Linked DNA regions of Mus musculus: regions 2, 3, 4 and 5 are each linked to region 1. The links are chromatin contacts, called in public Hi-C and Micro-C maps. All regions are on one chromosome and are shown on one strand. Each heading gives the region's core, a stretch centred on a gene start, on an enhancer-like site or on the middle of the called end of the contact. The rest is flanking DNA. Distances are from core to core; before and after follow the strand shown. Region 1 holds the start of Sox1 (SRY (sex determining region Y)-box 1). Region 2 holds the start of Rab20 (RAB20, member RAS oncogene family). Region 3 holds the start of Ing1 (inhibitor of growth family, member 1). Region 4 holds the start of Ankrd10 (ankyrin repeat domain 10). Region 5 holds the start of Arhgef7 (Rho guanine nucleotide exchange factor (GEF7)).

The links. A called contact is a pair of places that touch in the nucleus more often than the background predicts.
Region 2: a contact with region 1 is called in a Micro-C map of embryonic stem cells, with 6 times the contacts expected there. The contact joins the promoter of Rab20 here to the promoter of Sox1 in region 1. A contact is called at or near these places in 1 of 39 promoter capture datasets (embryonic stem cells), 16 of 484 Hi-C or Micro-C datasets (differentiating embryonic stem cells, embryonic stem cells and stem cell-derived epiblast-like cells), 5 of 115 datasets of contacts at active chromatin or transcription factors (embryonic stem cells and stem cell-derived neural progenitor cells) and 1 of 9 other capture datasets (embryonic stem cells).
Region 3: a contact with region 1 is called in a Micro-C map of embryonic stem cells, with 6 times the contacts expected there. The contact joins the promoter of Ing1 here to the promoter of Sox1 in region 1. A contact is called at or near these places in 1 of 39 promoter capture datasets (embryonic stem cells), 3 of 484 Hi-C or Micro-C datasets (all in embryonic stem cells) and 2 of 115 datasets of contacts at active chromatin or transcription factors (embryonic stem cells and stem cell-derived neural progenitor cells).
Region 4: a Micro-C map of embryonic stem cells shows a contact between it and region 1, with 6 times the contacts expected there. The contact joins the promoter of Ankrd10 here to the promoter of Sox1 in region 1. A contact is called at or near these places in 5 of 484 Hi-C or Micro-C datasets (cardiomyocytes and embryonic stem cells) and 2 of 115 datasets of contacts at active chromatin or transcription factors (astrocytes and stem cell-derived neural progenitor cells).
Region 5: a Hi-C map of embryonic stem cells shows a contact between it and region 1, with 3 times the contacts expected there. The contact joins the promoter of Arhgef7 here to the promoter of Sox1 in region 1. A contact is called at or near these places in 5 of 484 Hi-C or Micro-C datasets (all in embryonic stem cells), 4 of 115 datasets of contacts at active chromatin or transcription factors (embryonic stem cells and stem cell-derived neural progenitor cells) and 1 of 9 other capture datasets (embryonic stem cells).

The regions. Positions count from the first base shown.
Region 1 is chr8:12,394,207-12,396,866 of GRCm38.p6, forward strand. It overlaps Sox1 (SRY (sex determining region Y)-box 1), which reads left to right and starts at 1,313. Exons shown (of 1, transcript NM_009233.3): 1 at 1,313-2,660. The coding sequence starts at 2,155. The region is part of intron 1 of Sox1ot (Sox1 overlapping transcript); the gene reads left to right.
Region 2 is chr8:11,477,300-11,479,959 of GRCm38.p6, forward strand. Rab20 (RAB20, member RAS oncogene family) reads right to left here and starts at 1,341. Exons shown (of 2, transcript NM_011227.2): 1 at 1,029-1,341. The coding sequence starts at 1,200. It overlaps E230013L22Rik (RIKEN cDNA E230013L22 gene), which reads left to right and starts at 630. Exons shown (of 2, transcript NR_126558.1): 1 at 630-1,384; 2 at 1,842-2,660.
Region 3 is chr8:11,555,099-11,557,758 of GRCm38.p6, forward strand. Ing1 (inhibitor of growth family, member 1) reads left to right here and starts at 1,359. Exons shown (of 2, transcript NM_011919.5): 1 at 1,359-1,947. The coding sequence starts at 1,812.
Region 4 is chr8:11,634,452-11,637,111 of GRCm38.p6, forward strand. Ankrd10 (ankyrin repeat domain 10) reads right to left here and starts at 1,306. Exons shown (of 6, transcript NM_133971.3): 1 at 960-1,306. The coding sequence starts at 1,166. It overlaps Mir7238 (microRNA 7238), which reads right to left and starts at 1,285; the gene lies at 1,243-1,285.
Region 5 is chr8:11,726,706-11,729,365 of GRCm38.p6, forward strand. Arhgef7 (Rho guanine nucleotide exchange factor (GEF7)) reads left to right here and starts at 1,353. Exons shown (of 22, transcript NM_001372321.1): 1 at 1,353-1,711. The coding sequence starts at 1,547.

The sequences.
Region 1 (2,660 bases), core at 63-2,562:
TTACCCACCAGCAACCTCCCGAAGCACCTAGATCTTAGAAGTAGAAACTCTATCCTCTCCCCTCTGTACCCCGCCCCAGGATATCTGAAGAACTTGTAGACTCTAAAGGTCTTTCTGGAAGAAGCCTTTACAATAACTCCCCCCCCCTTTTTTTTTTTGGACATGATGGTCTGATCCCAAGTAGCCTGGGGTGGGGTTGGAAATCTCTTATACATCCCGGAATCATATTTGTTCTGAGATTCATGGATTACGGCCATTTGTGTATGTCTTGATCATCCCCAGAACTGCCCTTTCTTTTTCACAACATACGAAGAAACAAAAACAACAACATACAAAAAGGCGGCCCTGTCACTGGACCTTCCAATTCCGTTTCAGCGCCCGCACCCCACCCCCACCCTCGCAAACCCGAGTTCACACGATTTTCAAAATCCTTTGGCAAACAGCTTCTGGGAGAATCGCTTCAGAAAAGCATAGGCTAGGTAGGTATTCTTTTGCTGTTTCCACAAACTTCTTTTTACTGTCGGAGTAACAAGATTCCAGCTAGATCTTGGTTTTGACCTTCGCAGAAATTCAAGAGGATATAGAGTAAATTGGCACCTGACTATAACACTCCGCTCCATTAAAAGACACCCCCTCCCCCAAGAAAGTTCGGGGTAGATTAGGGAGCTAGGAGCGTAGCACCACACAAAAACCGCTGCACCTCTTGCCACGGAGACCCGAATTATAGATCCCGAATCTGTAAAGGCCTTTGCAGGCTCTGAGAATGCACCGAGCGCCAGGGGTGGGAGAGACTGAGCCGCCCCGCTTGGCCTGAAACCCAGCAGAGGTACTTTGGGCCTAAGCCCCCCCCCCCCGGGAGGATCTCCCCCGCACCGCTGTTATTCTGCACTCCCGGCTGAGCTGAGTGCAAAGTGAGGCCTCTATCTCCAACTTTCCCCTTCCCAGCGGGCACAGAGTTGGCTGGCTGGGGACAGGGGAGGAGCTGGGTCTCCAATGAGCGCATTTAAACACGACCCAGGGCTGTATTCCCCCCGCCTCCCCCGACAGCGATTCTTTCTTCCTCTGGGTTTTCAACCCAATCGTTAATCATTCGGAGCGCGCGGGCGGGGAGAGGCAAAGGGGGCGAGCTCTGGGTTCGCCGCCGCCGCCGCCGCCGTCGCCGCCGCGCGCGCGCGCTCAGGAAGCAGTGTGGCTGTGACCCCGCCCCCCCGCGCCCCCTTTTCCCCCTCCTTCCTGCCCTTGTTCCCCCCCTCTCTCCTCCTCCACCTCCTTGCTCCGCCGCCCGCGCCCAGTGTATCTACTCCCTCCCCACGTCACTCGCCAGCGCGCCATGCAAATCACCGCCGCCGCCGGTTCCCATTGGCCGCGGCGCGCTCATTTAATGGCAGCCCGGGCCCGGCGTATGGCTGCTGGGCCCCCCGCGCCACCGGCCCCGCGTGCGCCTCCGCTCCGAGCGCACGGCCTCGGGCAGGCAGCGGACAGCTTGTCCTGGGCACAGCGGCACAGCTCTCTGGCTCTCTGCTCGCGTTGGCACTCCCACTGCTGTCCCTAACCCCCTCCCTGGCTGCACCGCGATCGCCCCCTCCGAACCCCCCTCCGAGTCCCCCTCAGCGCCTGGCTCCCCCCAGGCACCTGGGACCAGCACATGCCCAGCGCACGCGGCGCACCGCCTTGCTAGAAGTTGCGGTCCCAGAGTTGGAAGCCGCCAAGGAAGCCAGCACAGGAACGGAGACTTCGAGCCGACAAGAGGAGGCAGCGAACCCTGCGTCGGGCCCAGGGGCACCGCTTCAGACCCAGAAAGTGGAGCCTCAACTTGGCCACGACTGCACCTGTTTGCACAGTTCAGCCCTGAGTGACCGGACGGCAGCAATCAACCTGGCCATCGGCCTCTTTGGCAAGTGGTTTGTGCACCGGGAGAAACTTTCCACCTGCGAGCTGGACCCGCGCTAAGTGCGTGTGCTTTTGCCTCTTTTTTGTTGTTGTTGTTGTTGTGGCCTCCACCCAACCCCCTTCTCTCCGCTAGGCACCCACCGCACACACACCCCCCCCCCCAGTCTCTCTGGGCTGATCCTCTCTCCACCCACCCACCCCCACCCGGCCGTCTATGCTCCAGGCCCTCTCTTTGCGGTACCGGTGAACCCGCTAGCCGCCCAGATGTACAGCATGATGATGGAGACCGACCTGCACTCGCCCGGCGGCGCCCAGGCGCCCACGAACCTCTCGGGCCCGGCCGGGGCGGGCGGGGGCGGCGGTGGGGGCGGGGGCGGCGGCGGCGGCGGGGGCACCAAGGCCAACCAGGATCGGGTCAAGCGGCCCATGAACGCCTTCATGGTGTGGTCCCGCGGACAGCGGCGCAAGATGGCCCAGGAAAACCCCAAGATGCACAACTCGGAGATCAGCAAGCGCCTCGGGGCCGAGTGGAAGGTCATGTCCGAGGCCGAGAAGCGGCCGTTCATCGACGAGGCCAAGAGACTGCGCGCGCTGCACATGAAGGAACACCCGGATTACAAGTACCGGCCGCGCCGCAAGACCAAGACGCTGCTCAAGAAGGACAAGTACTCGCTGGCCGGCGGGCTGCTAGCGGCCGGCGCGGGTGGCGGCGGCGCGGCCGTGGCCATGGGTGTGGGCGTGGGCGTCGGGGCGGCGGCGGTGGGCCAGCG
Region 2 (2,660 bases), core at 91-2,590, 920 kb before region 1:
AAGTAGAAATCAGTCCATTTCCCACGGTGGCTAAGTAAGGAACGGGGAAGACAGAGGAGGGAGGGAAGCTCCCCAGACCTTCACTAACTCAGCTTGATCAGAATGTATTACATAGCCAACAGATTGATACGCGCAAGACAAGGAGTCAGGGATTAGGAGCGAGGCTTTTGAGTACATCACTCTTTTTTGGTTTTTCAAGACGGGTTTCTCTGTATAGCCCTGGCTGTCCTGGAACTCACTCTGTAGACCAGGGTGGCCTCGAACTCAGAAATCCTCCTGCCTCTGCCTCCCAAGTGCTGGGATTAAAGGCGTGCGCCACCACACTTTACACAACATAAAAAGTCAGAACTTGGGAGTTTCATACATTGGAAACCTCTCTCCCTGAAACTATACCATACTATTTCCGGGTTCGTTTGTTTCACTTAAAGTATCTTATTTCTTTATCATGGAAAAGGGAGAAGACAGAAGCAAATTAATCGGGAAAGTCCAAGACGAAGTTGTACACGCACTAAAAATAATTCACTACCTATCTTAAAAATGCCAGTACAGGAAGCTATTCCACTCACGTGACTTGCGCACCAGCCAAGACTCGGCACTGGGTAAATAACCGTGAGTCGAGGAGGCTGGGCGATTCCAACTCTACTTCCCAGTCGCCTTACATCCAGCAGAGTGGTCCAACGCTCTCTGACTCAGTTTCCTCGTTCATAAAGAAGTCGGTAATAGCAGCGGTGCTCAACTCCCAAGGCTGCTTTGTACACCAAAGGAGGGCACCCTGAGGGGGACATTAAAGCACCTAAGAAGCGAGAGTCGTACTGATCGGAGATCTCTCCCAGGATAACCCGAATCTTCGCGAAGACGCACAGAGTGCTGCTGAACTGGAGATTTTCTCAATCGGCAAAGCAAGGCAAGTGGGAACAGAGGTGCAATGAATGTCACAGCCCAAAGTGGAGACCCCGCGGCTGCCCACAGACGACTCCTCGACCCCGCAGAGCCCCGAAGCCCGCCTGTCCCGGCGGCGCCGCCCTCACCTGCGGTGTCCCATATGGAGATGTTGAAGGAACGCCACTGCTTCAGGTAGAAGGCGCCGCCCACGGTGCTGACCGTGTCCGGGAAGCGACGCTCCATGTAGCGCTGCAGCAGCGACGTTTTACCCACGTTCATGTCCCCCAGCAGTACGATCTTCCCATCCGGCTTCCGCATAGCCGCGGAGGAGATGACCCCTGCGCTTCTCGGTCACCCGCCCAGGATGCCAGGGGACGCGGACCCCGGCCTCCAGGGACCCCGAACTCTAGTGGCCCTGGCCTGAGATCCGAACTCGATGAAGTGCCAAAGAGGAAGCGCGCCACAGCTCTGTACCGGAGTGTGAACGCAGCCCTGCGACCACGTGGGTGCCCGGCCGCCACGCCCACCCCACGCCCCCTGGTCCGCCTAGGCCCCGCCCCCAGTCTTCTCCCAAGCCCCTTCCACACTCCCCATCACCCCTGCCTCGTTCCTATTACTCCCTATCTCTCCTTCCCCAAATTCCCTTTCTCTGCCTGCTAAATCTCAGCCCCACGCCCACCCCTCCCCATTCTTTCCCATTCCCCCTCCCTCAAGGACCGTCCTGCGTCCGTCCCTATAATCCCAAACTCCGTTCCTCCTTTATTTTTCTGCCCTTCCCAGAGCCCTGGCCCCTACCTCCCGCCCCAGCTCCTTCCCATACCTTCTCCAAGCCCTTCTCCAGCCCAGCCAGCCCTTTCCTGGAACCCCTCTCCACTGGCCCAACCCACGCCAGCCTCCCTCTTCCCGCACCCCTGACTCTAGCAGGGCTACAGTACCGCTTTTTTTTTTTTTTTTTACAGTCCCCACCCTTTGAAAGCCTGTATGTCGCCAAGTTTGGAGCCTAGGACCTGGGTCCTAAGGTGAAAGTTCCAGAGCGCCTTCCTTCGGACGCTCCAGTTCCTCCAAAAGCCCGGGTAGCCGCGGAGAGGCCCAGGACCTGGTGTTTGTCTAGTCACAGGCTCCCTTGGCTCTGTTTCGCTTCCCAGCCTGTGCCCAGCGCTCCTCCTCGGTGCACCTTGGTTGCACCCACACAGGTGGAGAGTTGCCTGGCTGGGAAAGTCCCTTGGAAGTCGGCTAAGATTTAAGGGAGAATGTGGATGGGTCGGGGACACCGGGAGGTGCCTGCTAGGTTCGCTTTTTACTTCTGCAAGAAACCTTGAAGGGAAAACTTGACTTTGCATTTGCAGTGACTGCTAGAAAACAGCTTCCCTTTCTCCTATAACAGAGAACCCCTAAAACCAAAATCTTCCTCCAGGGGCACAAGCATGCAGGGAGGCGGAGGAGATATTTGGGGCTGAGTAAAGCCCACTAGGTCCAGGGGAGGGAAGGGAAGGGAGACGACTCTCCTAGTAGCTTCTCCCTCTGCAGGTGCAGAGATTCCACCGAGGCGAGATGGCTACGCCTGCCTCAAGCACCCTGCCTGAGAACTGAGGACCGTTGCTCTAGGGAATGCGGGTGGGAAAGTACGTTCTGGGGCGTGGAATGCTCACCAGCGCGTGAAACCAGCTCCCTCTAAGCCCCAGGCTTCTGCTAGCCGCCCATCCCACCCCACCGCATGTCCTCCCAGGGAAATTTAAGTTACTTCCAACTTACTAAGGGCTTGTTGCATGAAAGTTACA
Region 3 (2,660 bases), core at 109-2,608, 840 kb before region 1:
GGATGAATGCCTGAGGCTGAAACACGGCAAACTCCAGATGGCTGAAGGCTGCGAGCTGACCCGGCGCAGCAGACACCGCAGGCGAGGCAGAGCGCCATCACCAGCCCTGCGCACCTGAGGCCACAGCAGCGGGTCCACCGCTCTCGCCCAGGCGGCCGAGCAAGATTGAGGACCTGGGACTCAGAGGGGCGAATAGGACAGCCGCACCACAGTCCCAGCCATACAAAGGCGCGAATGTGGCGACCACAGGCCAGGCTCCGCCCCAGGGCGGTGCCTAGGCAGGAAGAGGGCGGGACCGCCGGGGCCCGTCGCCTAGGCAACCCCTCGCTCTGCCCGGGCTTTTCAGAAAGCCCTAAATCCGGCAGCTGTGGGGGAAGGGCGGGATGGGAAGCTGAAGGTTGTGCTCCCCTGCGGGAAGCACACTGCGGTGCCCGCTGCCAACTCAGTGTGACGAGGACATGGGCAGCCTCAGATGCGGCAGGGAGGGGAAGAGCTAGTTAGGATCAGAGAAGAGCTGCTCCCGCCAGCCCGCCCACCGTAGATCTCCGCGCTGAAAAGAGCACCCCTCGGGGGCCCCTTTGTCTCCAGGCCATTCTAAACCCAGCACCGGGAGGCGACACAAAGGGACGATGGGGGCGGAAGGCGCAGGCGCGTGGAGGCGCCGAGGATGCTGGGAGTGGTGGTCCCTTTGCGTGTCGATAGCTGCCCTCCCGCGCGGGTCCGCATCCATCGCCAGGGAGCTGCGCCTGCGCGTCCACTTCCGCCTCGCTCGGCTCCGCCCGCTCGTCCCTCCTGGAAGAGGACAGCTCTCTAGTACTAGGCGTGCGGGGGGCGTTGCCGATCCCACCACACCTCCTTCTCGTCCAGATTGGCCGCAGAGGTAAGAGTCGCAAGGGGATTGGCTGACGCCGTTGCCATTTCTGTTCGGGGGCCCTATTTATACCGCGCTAGGAGGCGGGGGAATGCAGTTAACCCAGCGGAGGGTGGCTCTTCTCAGGTTAGTCGGTTTGAAGGCAGCGATCTGGAGGCTCGTCCGGCCCCGGCGTGTCTCGAGGAGCAGGCTAGCACCCCGCGGTTCCCGGCCGGCGTGCGGCTCCGCCCAGTAGGTCCGCCACCGAGTGTCAAACTCCTAGTAAAGTTTCGCGTCGCCGGTCTCCCCTGCCCAGGCGACCCCGCCGCTGTCCCCTCGGCGACCCTGGCCCCCAGCGACAATGACAGGCCACGCCCCCGCGCGGGCCGGCCTCGCGGCCCGCCGCCCCCCGGCCCGGGACGGTGAGGGGCGTGAATGCGGTGGGGGCGGGGCCGCCTCCGGGAGGAGGGGTGGCGGGGCGCATGCGCGCTGCGCGCGGGGCTGAATGTTTCCCAAGTGTTTGAAACTGGTATTTGGGTTTTCCACGTTGGACAAGTGCGGCGAGGCGGGCGGCGGAGCGCGCCCTTCCCGCAGCCGGCCCCGCTCTCTCCGCTCTCCACGCTGGTGGCGGGTGGGCGGCGGTGGCCGGCCCTCTTTGGGTGTGTGCGCGCTAGTACGCACGGCCCCCCGCGCCGCCCGCCGCCCGGGAGGGGGCCTGCACGGCCGGCGGGGTGTGCGCTTGAGCTTCGGCCGCCGCGGCCCGCGCCTGCAGGCGCCGGGGTCCCCGCGGCCCCGGAGGCGGCGCGGCAGGCGCCAGATGTAGCCGCCGGCCAGCCCGGCCGGAGCGGCGGGGGGGCGCGGAAGGGCGAGAGAGCTTTGCATTTTGCAGTGCTGTTTGAGGGGGGCGGGGGGTGGAGGAAGCGGAAAGCCGCCGAATCGCCGGGGACCTCCGGGGTGAACCATGTTGAGTCCTGCCAACGGGGAGCAGATCCACCTGGTGAACTATGTGGAGGATTACCTGGACTCAATCGAGTCACTGCCTTTCGACCTGCAGAGGAACGTCTCGCTGATGCGGGAGATCGACGCCAAATACCAAGGTACGGCGGGTGATGGATGGGCGGGGGCGGCCGCGTCCATCCCTGGGTCCCGGCGGCGAGGCTGACCGGTCCTGCTGGAGCCGGAGCGCCCGGTAGCGTCCTCGGAGGGCTAGGAACAAAAGGTCTGGAGCGCCTTTGATACGCCGAGGTCCTTGTGTACCGAGCTCCGGGACATGGAGAAGGAAGGAGCGCGAACGGCTGGCTGCAAGGCTGCGCGACCAAAGCGCTCTTTGTAGTGAAGTGATGAGGCGGTGCTGCGGGGGAGGGGGCGCGGGGCTCGGCCGCGTCCTCGGGGAGGGGGTGAAGGCGGCCGCGCGAGGTGGAGTGCTATGCGGGCGCCGCGGCCGTAGGGCGCGGGCACCGGGCTAGAGAGAGGGCTGCGGGCCGTACTCCGGCGGAGCTGAGTGCGGGTCCGGAGAGTCGCCGCCTCCCGCCAGGTTCTGGTTCTAAGTGTTACATAAAGTACTGGGCAGTCCTGACTCGGGGTCGCGCGATCGCCCAGGCCCTGCTCTCCTGGGCCCTCTCTTGGCTCTGGACAGGGCTCCGGGCCGACTGCGAGGGGCGCCGGCGCGGTGTGTCTTGGGGAGGAAGAGGGTGAAAGGGAGGATCGCAGCCGACTAGGTGTACGACTGCGCTGCGATCGGTGGACGCGAGCTGGGCTCTGGCTGGAGAGGAGCGGGGCAGGTGAGGGACCTGCAGCCCACCCGAAGACC
Region 4 (2,660 bases), core at 56-2,555, 760 kb before region 1:
GCCTCTAAGAGCTTTCCGTAATAGTTGGAACGGGTTAACAAGATGGTTCCGTATCTTAAGACCATCCAGGTTTCAGATAGGAAAGCTCAGAACTACAACGTCCTCGCCTCCGCTACAATACTGGTCTCCAAAGTCAAGTCTACAACTCGTTCTCCGTAGACGTGAAAATGCTCCTTTAGCTTTAGATCAAATTCTGGTAAACAGTACAGCGTGAATTTTGCCGCTTTATGGCGCAGAAGCACTTCTGTGTGCAGGTTAACTAAGGCGACCACGAGAAGGTGGATTCCCAGCGACTACCTGCACCCAACTGCATGCCACCTTTCAACACCAGGAGAACGGGGCCAATTAGCGCAGCTTACACAGGACGGTCCCGGTGGAGAGGGGGCCGATAGGCATGGCCGCGACCCCGCCGTCGGCCATAGCAGGTGCAGACTTGACACCCCCGGCTACGAGGGCAGCGCCCATCCCTCCGTGCCTTCAGGGGGCCCTGCACCCGGTTTCCATTAGACAGAAGCGCGAGGCCCCCAGTTTCCTCCTCGCCACGATTCCCGAAGCCCGGCGGCCTCCGCGCAAACGGCCTCAACTGCAGTCTGCCCGCCCCGCTCGGAAGAGCCACAAGTGTGCACATGCGCCCTGGATCCTTCGGGGGAGCCGGCGAGACGGACCCCATTTCCGCCCCGCCTCCCAACACTCCCCGCGCCCCCGGAGGTCCTGGGTCGCGCGCCGCCCGCCGCACATGCGCCTTGAAGCCCTCGAGGCGCCCGCGGCGTCTGAGCAGCTTCCGCGCCCCCCACCCCCCACCGTCCTGGGTCGCAGACCGCGCGGTACCGCACATGCGCCCTGGAACTCTCAGGGGTTGCGCTGCCGCTGCCGACCGCGCTCTCCAGACACCGTGGGGTGCGCTCTGACCCTAACAGCACACCACGCGGAAAATGGCGCCTTAAAGTGCCCGCGCCCACCTTGCCGAAGTGCGCAGCCCAGTGCACGGGCGTCCAGCCGTAGAAGGAGTCCTCAGCGGCCAGGTGAGCGCGCGGCGTGTGTGGCAGCAGCGAACAGAGCGCGACCAGGTCCCCGTCCCGGCAGGCGCGGTGCAGCGGGAAGCGGAGCGACAGCAGCTCCTCGCTGGAGAAGCCTGCCTCCACGGCCGCGCCCGCTCCCGCTGACATGATGGGTCGCTAGGAAGCACGCGACTGATCGGCCAGAGGAATGTGCCGGTGAAGGCCTGCGAAGCTGCCGCCACTCGAACACAAAGGACAGGCGAGCTGCTGCCGCGTCCCATCCGCATCCGAGCGCAGCGAGCACTGAGGGCGGGACCTGAGCCACGGGGCGGAGCCTGCGCCTTGAGAGGGTGGGGCCTAACAGTCCGCTGCCTCCGACCGCTGCTGACGCCCGTGGTGGGGCGAGGCCCGCGCCTGGATAGGGTGGGGCCTCCCGCAGGTGGTGCTGAGGCTGGCGCCTGGGATAGGGCGTGGCCTTGGCTGCAGGGCGGGGCCTTCTCAGGGTCTGCGCAGGAACGCCGCCTTAGGCGTCTGGTGGTGAAGTTAGGGGCTGGGAGGCGATCACCGCTTGAGGAGGCCGCTACTGATGCCAACGCTGAAGGTGTAGGGGTTGAGGGTGGGCCTGCACGTTAGTGTGGTTAGAGGGACGAGACTTGCCGGGCAGTGGTGGCGCACGCCTTTAATCCCAGCACTTGGGCGTCAAAGGCAGGTGGATTTCTGAGTTCAAGGCCAGCCTGGTCTACAGAGTCAGTTCCAGGACAGCCAGGGCTATACAGAGAAACCCTGTCACGAAAAACAAACAAACAAACAAACAAAACAAAACAAAAAAAGGAGGGGGGAGACTTGGCTGCGACTGAAGCCTGAGGAGGCCGCGCCTGAGACCTCGCCTGAAGCCGGAGGCCTACGACCCTGGCTGTAAACCTTGCCTGGGGCAAGGCCAAAGCCCAGGCCGGCCTCTCTGTGATTGGCAGCTGAAAGCCACGCCTTAACTAAAGGAGGAGAGTCTGGGATTTGGAGCGGAGCGGCGCTCTGGTCGATTCCTGGGGCGGCTGGGCGTGACCTGGCGCTGGTGGGTGTGACCTGGAGCGGTTGGAGCTCGGCCGCAGGTTCCTGCTGAGGACGATGCCTGAGGCGCTACTTCTAAATAGAGCTGCTGCTCTGCCAGGCACACTCGCGAGTGGGGACTCAGGACTCTGGCAGCCGGCCCTGGCCTGCTTCCGCGGTTGCCTGAGTTCCTCCAATTAGTGTTTATTGGGCGCCTGCGGAGCACAGCTCCTCATTAAAAACCCGAAAACAAGGGTGCAGCCAGTTAACTTCGGTATGCCTTAATTGGAATGGATGCCAGAGAGAATCGAGAGGCCCTGGCGTCTGTAACTGTAAAGCATGAGTCACGTGAGCAGGCTGGGCACATGGTGAAAGAAATTTTAGAAAAATTGACTACTAAATTCTCTTTCCAATGGTACAATGCTATGGTTGTAAAAAATTTGAAATTTTTCTTTTTTCTTTTTCTTTTTGTTCTAATTTTGGTTTTTCGAGACAGGGTTTCACTGTGTAGCCCAGCCTGGTCTACTCACTCTGTAGACCAGGCTGGCCTTGAACTCAGAAATCCTCCTGCTTCTGCTGGGATTAAAGGCGAGCACCACCACCTCCTGGCTATAAAAT
Region 5 (2,660 bases), core at 103-2,602, 670 kb before region 1:
TTTAAAAATAGTAACGAGTAAATTTTTCAATTCAGCACTAGGGAAAGCTTCTTCCGGGTTGAGCAGCTTTGGTCGATAGACTCGGGCGTCGGTGATCAGTTTTGCATTGCCACTCTCTGGACCTCCACAGGGAAGCAAGATGGGAAACTGGCTGATGTGGGGCTCCTAGGGCAGGGTACCTCTCATATGTAACCAGGAAAATGGACAAAAAGTGAGGCTTGGGTCTGTCGGTGGTAAAGACACCGTAATTGCAGCAGTGGTTGGTTAGGGCTGGCTAGCGCTGCTCTGAAGGCAGCTGCCACCACAGAGAAGCTGGCCCTCAACAAACTTCACACTATTTTAATGCTTTGTTTGTGTCTGGAACAGAAATGTAGTCATTTAGCCAGAAGATGCTATTAAACGCAATCGATGGTGGTGATGGAAGCACCTGGAGAATGCAGAGAAGAGAGTCGAACCTGTGATCATTTTTTTGTTTTGTTTTTGTTTTTTGTTTTTAATTGACAGCATCGCATGGCTTCTAGCCTTGAGCAGTTACTGGATGAACGTGCGTGCCTGGCCCAGGGGAAAGGTCTCCTGGGACACTGCAAGCTTTATTTTAAACTGTCGAGGAGTGCCAGCCAGCAGGGAAAGCATAGGACCAGTGGCGGGAGTAAGTGGAAATATGTGTCGATTGACGGTGAGCCCTCACCTACTCCCCCCTTCCCCCAAGGCTCCTGTCACACATCCTTTGCGCTGGAAGAGGACGCCCAAGTTCTGGGCCTAAGCGTGGACAGCACGCTTTCCAGCGGACACCCACCCGAGGTTGCGATGTGCTCTTGATCGCTGGACACGTCACCGTCAATTTCACAAGGAGTCATGCAAGGCTTCTGGCTACTAAGGTCGTCCGCGCCCGCCGCCCCCCATCTCCGCTCCCGCCCCCCGCCTCCAGTGGCCTTGCAGCCAGCCGCTTAGCATCGCGCCCGCGTTCCCGACGCTCGTTCCTGCCCGAGTGAGACCCATCTGGTCACAGATCTAACGAGCATGTGCGTGCCATCCCCGCCGGCTGGCGAGGTGGCGAAGAGACGCCCGCGCCCCGCAGTCGGCGGGCTAGCTCAAGAGAGCATTCTGGGAAGCGCTTACTAATCGCGCGCCGCCCTACCCACAAAGGCGCGCAGCCCCGGGGCGCGCGGGCGGCGCAGGTGAGCGGGGGGCGCGCCAGCTGTCGTGCGCCGGGGCTGGCGCGGGGTGCGCGCGGGCGGCCGCCGCGTCTTTCTTCTCCGGTGATGTCATCGGGCGACGGCGGCCGCGGCCGGGGGGCGGCGGCGGGGGCGGTGCCGGGCGCCCGCAGGTTCCTGCGCCGCTAATGAAAAGGCACTTGACAGCGGGCCAGGGCGCGCGCGAGCCCGCGGAGCGGAGCGGGACCTGCTGGGCCGGCCGGGCCAATCGCCGGCGCGCGGCCGCCCATGGGCGCGGAGGCGGCGGGGGCGCGGGTGGCCGCGGCCCGGGCCGCTCCGAGGTGATCGCGCGCGGCGCCCCCTCTGTGCGCGCAGCCCGAGCCGCCGCAGCGATGAATTCTGCCGAGCAGACCGTTACGTGGCTCATCACCCTGGGCGTGCTGGAGTCGCCCAAGAAAACCATCTCGGACCCTGAGGTCTTCTTGCAGGCGTCGCTCAAGGACGGGGTGGTCCTATGCCGGCTGCTGGAGCGCCTGCTGCCCGGGACCATCGAGAAAGTAAGTGGCCATGGCACGGTCTTCGGGTGGGTCCCCGGCCCGGGCGGGCGGCGGGCGGCGGGGCGCGCGGGAGCACCTGGCGCGCGCCGGCTCGGGGCCCGCGCGCCCTCCTTTGTGCGCGGACCCGGCGGCGCGCAAGGCGCGGGGACCGGCGGCGGGAGTTCGGGGCGCCATTGTGTGCGGGGCGCCGGGAAGGGGACCCGCCCTGAGAGCACAGACAGCGGAGGGGGCCGCGGTGACGCTCGGGGCCGGCTCGGGGTCACGAGAAGGAGAGTTGGCTGTGCCGGCGGCGGTGGGGTTCTGCTCCACCCTAACGTGAAGTTGGGAGGTCGGCTTCGCCCCTCGCCGACACCGATCGGAAAACCTCGTCTCTGTGCCGCGCAGCTTTCTGCGATGGCTTTGTTTGAACGGTTTCGTCGCTGCCTTTGCAGTCTGACTCTTGCGTTGAATGGACCGGTGGCTGGGCATGTTTAAAGGATGCATCAAAAGCCAAGGGAGGGCCGAGCTGTGAAATGACTTACTGCCTTCCCCATCAAGGGATTCTTCACTCAGCCAAGCCTGCAGAACAGCGCACACAGGGTGCTGAAGCCCGATTTCTTTGGGGATGGGTCAGAATTTTTATCCTCACTGCCTGCTAGATTTGGAGCTGTCTGCCTGCTGCTGCTGGCTGCTGGCTCCCTGGCTCTGCAGTGTGAACCTTGACCACCGCTCTGGGTGACCAAAGTTTGTTTTCGTTTGTAAGCTCACAGAGCGGGCCGGGTCAGGGGTTGGGAGCACTTCTAAGAACAACCATGTTTTATAGGTCAAAAAATAATAAAGTCCTGTGTTCAAGATTATGCCAATACACAGTTTACAAGAAAACTTAAGATCCTTAGTAATTTAAAAGGTGTTAAGTACAGAAATGGAAGTGTCCCATAATTAGGAAGAAGTAACACTTCTTAATGGAGTA